Regions from separate parts of the Mus musculus genome. Here region 2 is linked to region 1. The links are chromatin contacts, called in public Micro-C maps. All regions are on one chromosome and are shown on one strand. Each heading gives the region's core, a stretch centred on a gene start, on an enhancer-like site or on the middle of the called end of the contact. The rest is flanking DNA. Distances are from core to core; before and after follow the strand shown. Region 1 holds the start of Fyttd1 (forty-two-three domain containing 1). Region 2 holds the start of Ubxn7 (UBX domain protein 7).

What was found. A called contact is a pair of places that touch in the nucleus more often than the background predicts.
Region 2: a Micro-C map of embryonic stem cells shows a contact between it and region 1, with 4 times the contacts expected there. The contact joins the promoter of Ubxn7 here to the promoter of Fyttd1 in region 1. A contact is called at or near these places in 3 of 39 promoter capture datasets (erythroid cells, liver and pre-B cells) and 1 of 484 Hi-C or Micro-C datasets (embryonic stem cells).

The regions. Positions count from the first base shown.
Region 1 is chr16:32,876,457-32,879,207 of GRCm38.p6, forward strand. Fyttd1 (forty-two-three domain containing 1) reads left to right here and starts at 1,328. Exons shown (of 9, transcript NM_027226.4): 1 at 1,328-1,540. The coding sequence starts at 1,438. It also overlaps a transcript of Rubcn not described here.
Region 2 is chr16:32,330,909-32,333,659 of GRCm38.p6, forward strand. Ubxn7 (UBX domain protein 7) reads left to right here and starts at 1,344. Exons shown (of 11, transcript NM_177633.4): 1 at 1,344-1,452. The coding sequence starts at 1,380.

The sequences.
Region 1 (2,751 bases), core at 78-2,577:
CTGGCCCAACTTGACTTTTGAGAATAAGGGATTGTATTTCTCAAATTCTCAATAGAAAATTATACATTTCCTCAAGATAAGACTACTATGATTCATCAAACACCCCAAAACATCATGCTTTTGGATGGAATCACGAATTAAGAGTGGCCTTTTCTTTTAACCATATCGTAAGAAGCATTAGTATGTAGTTTTAAGATGGATCAATAGCTGTCACAATCTTTACTAAAAAGGGTAGATACAATATAACCAGGTCTCAGCTGGTAAAAGTTAGAAAATATGTTATTAATAGATGCAATTGTACATGATATGAAGTGTTTTAAAGTATGGAAGCTCCAAGCAAAAAATAGTAAAATGTGTCACGGCTGTTGAATTTGCAAATCACATGGATTGTGACATTACTAAATTAAATATAGGATAGTGTGGTTTTCAGATTTCTTGGGTCACTACAAAGCTAGCTCAGGTCTCTACTAAAGAAATTTTAGGAAGTGAAGAAAACGGTGGCAGAGATTTCTACACGAACAGAACACTTGACGCTGTTTTTTTTTCCTTAGATGAAAATGCCTGAGATGGTTTTGAGCTGTTATGTGGGGGATGGAATAACAGGCATGCTTCCACGCAGGTGCGTTGTAGAAAATAAAGTAAAAAAAAAAGGGGGGGGGGGAATAACATTTCGTAAAGGGGAAACGAATTATTAAGCTGGAATGGAAACATTAAGTTTTTCTATAAAGACGATTAAGGAAAATATATATATTTCGCCACTCAATTGAGTAATAGAAAAACGCAACCAAATAAACAGAAGTACTTACCCTCCCAAGGGAAGATGAGGTCTTACTAAGGTAGCTAGTACCGTGCCAAATGTTTATAGAGTGCCAACTGAGACAAGGCACAGATACATTAGCATTTACTTTTATTGTTAAGGTGACTCAAGAACTGTCACTGCAGCCTTTGCTATCAGACGTGGCAACTCAGGGACAGGGGAGCTGGGACCCATCGCTGCAATCTCGGCTCGCAGGGGTCTGTCCAGCCTCCGTAGGCTGCACTGCAGAGGGGCGTGCCGGGCCTTTCCGCAGCAGGACGGGCCGGAACAGCAGGGCCAGGCTAGTCGTTCAGACTCGGTTTCGGAGGCGCTGCCAATGGTGTGGACCGTCGAGGCGCTAGGACAGCCGCTATTCCCGGCGCCCTGGGCTGAGGCTCCAGGACGGCGCCCCGCACCGGTAAGGGCCGCTAGGCGCCAGTTTCGCGTGGGCCGCTCTAGCCGCCCGCAGCTCGTCTCGGTAGTCCCTCTCCCCCGCCCGCTGCTGGGAGGTGGGAGGGCGAGGACGCCGCCGGCGCGCGTGCGCGCTCTGCGCTGCAGCTAGTCTGCGTGCGTGAGTGGGAGGCGGCGGGCCTGCGACTCTGGCCTTCCCGGCTGACTGCTCCGACGCCGCAACCCCAGTCATGAACCGGTTTGGCACCCGGTTGGTAGGAGCCACGGCGACCCCGCCGCCGCCACCGAAAGCACGAAGCAATGAGAACCTGGACAAAATCGATATGTCCCTGGGTGAGAGACCAGGGTGGCCGCGTCGTGGTGGGGGGAGGGGGCGGGAGGCACGGTGGGGGAAGGGGCGGTTGACCGCGGTTGCCTGTCCGGTTTGGTCGCGCGTGGGCGGAACCGGCGAGGACCCCCCCCCCCCGATGGGACGGGAGCGACCCCGGTGTGTCCCACCCCCGGGGGTAGGGAGGGGTCGTAACAAGGACTGGCCGGGCCCGGCGGTCCGCAGGGTCCGTAGCTGCTGTCTTCTTTCCCCGCAGGACGGAGTCTCTTGGGCTACCCGGGCCGGCGTGTGCTCACCCACCCGGGGCTTTTCCTTTTAAAGGGTCTTAGAACCAGCCTGGGGCTGCAACTGACTAAAGCCAGCAACCGCGAGAATAGCTTGTCTGGTGTGAATGCCCAGAAGTGCGCTGGGCACGGGCGATTTCCAACCGGCGCCTCCCCTGGGAACGCCGGGGGTCCCGGACGCGGTCCCTGAACGGCCGCTCGGAGGGGTCGTTAAGCGTGAACCGTATTACTGAGTTTGATTAGGTGTTTACTGAAGCGTGTTCTCTAGCACGGTTTCAAAGTTAGCCAGTTGGGGGTGGGGAGGGAGAGATGTACGCAGATTGATAAAATGTCAGGTAGAACATGGGGTCCCGTGTACATAAAAAGGATGCCGTGGTTTGCTGATGATTATGTAAGAAAAGCATGAGGATTGTTTTTTATTTTCGAAAAAAAAAATAATTCCAATCCAACAGTATGAGGGCTTCTGTTTGGTTTGGCTTAGCAAATCCAAAAGTAATTCCTTCTTTTCTTTTCTTTTTTTTTCTTTTGTAGAGTCAAGTTATGTATGGTACTGGATAGAATCAGTGCTCTCTTTCTTTTTCCTCTTTCCGGGTCTCTTCTCACCACACTGCCCCTCTTGGATATTTTAAAATACCTGAATACTGAACTTGTGTTTCTTTTCTAATGGAAGGCTATCCTGGGCCTCAGAAGCCCAGGGACCATACAGCTGAAGAGGGGAGCAGGTGTCCCAGTGGAAGGGCATCCTGAGACACTGGTGCCCAGGAACCACACAGCTCTGAAAGGAAACCTTCGCAGCTCCCAGGGGAGGGTATTCCCAGCTGAGCTGAGGAGCTCAAGAGTCTCAGACCTACTCCACTTGTTTGCTTCTCTTCATTGCTTCTTGGCTTCTTATCAGTCACACCAGGCAGCAAATCGCATAAAAGAGATTTATT
Region 2 (2,751 bases), core at 94-2,593, 550 kb before region 1:
GTTAACCACTGAAAAAACAGGGCAGGAACCTGGAGGCAGGAGCTGAGGTAGAGGCCATGGAGGGGTGCTGTTAACTGGTTTGCTTCCCATGGTGTGCTAGCCTGCTTGCTTATAAAAGCAGGGACCACCAGTCCAGGCATGGCACCGCCCATAGGCGGGCCCACTTTCACTGGTCACTCACTGAGAAAATACAGCTGGATCTCATGGAGGCTTTTCCTCCCCTGAGGCTCCTTTTTCTCTCACGACTCTAGCTTGTGTCAAGTTGACACACCAGCAATGCAATAAGTATTTAGAATTGTGCAAGTTACACACTATTACCTTATTTAAAAATAAAGTATGAAAACTAAGCTAAATGCCCCTTTCTTTTTTCTTTCTTTTGTTTTTTTAAAGATTTATTTATTTAAATGTAAGTACACTGTAGCTGTCTTCAGACATTCTAGAAAAGGGCATCAGACCTCATTACGGATGGTTGTGAGCCACCATGTAGTTGCTGGGATTTGAACTGAGGACCTTGGGAAGAGCAGTCAGTGCTCTCAACTGCCGAGTCATCTCATCAGCCCTCCTAATGCCCCTTTCATCATGTTTTTTTTTCGAGACAGAGTTTTTCTGTGTAGCCCTGGCTGTCCTTGTCATTCTGTAGACCAAGCTGGCCTCAAACTCAGAAATCCGCCTGCCTCAGTCTCCCAAGTGCTGGGATTAAAGGAATGTGCCACCACTGCCCGGCTCATCAAGTTCTTTTTTAGTTGTAACTATTATCGGTGTTTTCAGGACCACTTTCCAGTGTTCTCTTTATTTTATTTACTGTATCTGCATATATCTTTGTTTAAGGATAAAAAACAACTCCCCCCCCAAAAAACCTCCCGATTTAATATCTTTAGAAAGTAAGAATGAGCCTGGGGGGAGATATACTGAGACATTTGTTGAAGAAAAACAGAGCGAACAATCATTTACTAAAGTCTACTATAGACTGGTTCATTTTTTACTAAGCTATTAACTTACACTTTAGAATTTAAGAAACGTCACATAAAACCAAACAAAATACCTACTTTATGTGAAACCCTGAGCGTTTCATCAAGAGTTTGGTATTTCAGGTCTGAAGATTCTTTGGGATGTTGGGATTCAATGCGGTACTTAGGAGGATATCTCCGGAATTCAGAGAAGGCACCAAATGTTTCAAAGAATAGCTACCAGCCAGCAGCACAGGCTTCAAACCAAAGCGGCGGCTCGCGGAGAGTACGCCTGCGCAAAACGCGCACAGACAGGGAGAGGGCGGAGCTTCGGGCCTGCCAGTGCGCCTGCGCACAGCACGCCGCGGAGTGGGGGAGGGAGCCCCGTGTGTGTCTGTGTTGTTGTTCCGCGGCGGCGGCGGCGGCGGTAAGATGGCTGCCCACGGGGGCTCCGCGGCGTCGTCGGCGCTGAAGGGGTTAATCCAGCAGTTCACCGCCATCACCGGTAAGAGACGCGGTTACGGGAAGGTGAAGAGTCGGCTACGGGGAGGCTGTCGGGGCTGTCCCGGGCTTCGCCTCACCTTGGTGCATTCCTCACTCGGGCTCTCCCCTCAGCTCCTGCCCTCTCCTGAGGCACAGGCGACGACGGCGGCGGCGGCCGGGGTCTGCGGTTCAGGCGGGAGGCAGGTTTCCCCCGCCCCCACCCCGCGCGTGCCCCTCAGTCCCTGGATTCGGTCTCCCCTTATTCCCAGACAGGCCCCCCACGCCCCCAGCCGGTCCAGTACAGGGGATGGGCCGAGCCCGCGGTGCCAGGGGCCCGGGACCTGCGGGCCGGAGGAGTAGGGGGCCGCACCCGGGCCACCGCCCTCTTCCTCCCTCATCACCTCCTCTCGGTATCGTGCTGCCCGCGGACCAGGCGGTGCAGTCCGTTCCCCCCATGCCATCCTCTCTTCCCGGCCAGGTCATCGTCCCTGTCCCTCGGCCCCGGCCTACCCTTCCCCTCGCTGGGCCCCCCCGGAGCCTTGGCGGTGGCCCTGCCGTGTGAGGGCCGTCTCGCTTTAACGGTGAGGCGGGTGGGTTCTGCTGCGCCTTCACACATCCCGGGGGACTTGCCGCCGGGAACAAGGGGTGCGGAGGGGCACCTTAGGGACCGAGGGTTTCACATAGGAATAGGGGGGGGGGGAACCCTGAGCTTAGTGTGTGTGTGAGGCCTAAAGTAATCCTGGGTGGCCTTTCCCACCTCCTCATAATAAAACCAAACATCGAGACGATGGCGCCCGAGTCTTTGCTGATAAAATGGGGATGGCGGCAGAAACTTCTTGCAGAGAAATCTGTTTCTAGGTGTCAGTATCCGTGAAACCTTAGGCCTAGGTTTCTCTTTCCCTTCGGACCCCGACGAAGGGCAAACGCAGGTTCTCTTACCCGCCGGGAGGAAAGACTTTAAGCCATTCTGTGAATGCGCTATGTCTTGTTTCTCTCCGATGGTGCTGAACTTTTTTTGCATGAGTTATTAGAGGGCGGAGCAAATGATGAAGTTCTCTGTGGAGTGATTTGAGAGAACAGTACTCCATGTGCCTGAGTGTGATTTTGCTGTTCTAGTTTGTCATTTTGAAAAGAGGTCAGAAAGTTAGTTCCCCCTCTCAACAGGACTATCCTTTCTTTGATAATAATTTGTTTGATGCGGAGAATATTTCTAGTTTGTGTTCTTTTTTTCTAGTTTGTGTTCTTGAGTCTGACGTGTAAGATCTTTATTTTAACCAATACATGCTATTTGCAGTTTTATAATTGAAGCTAGTTTTATTTT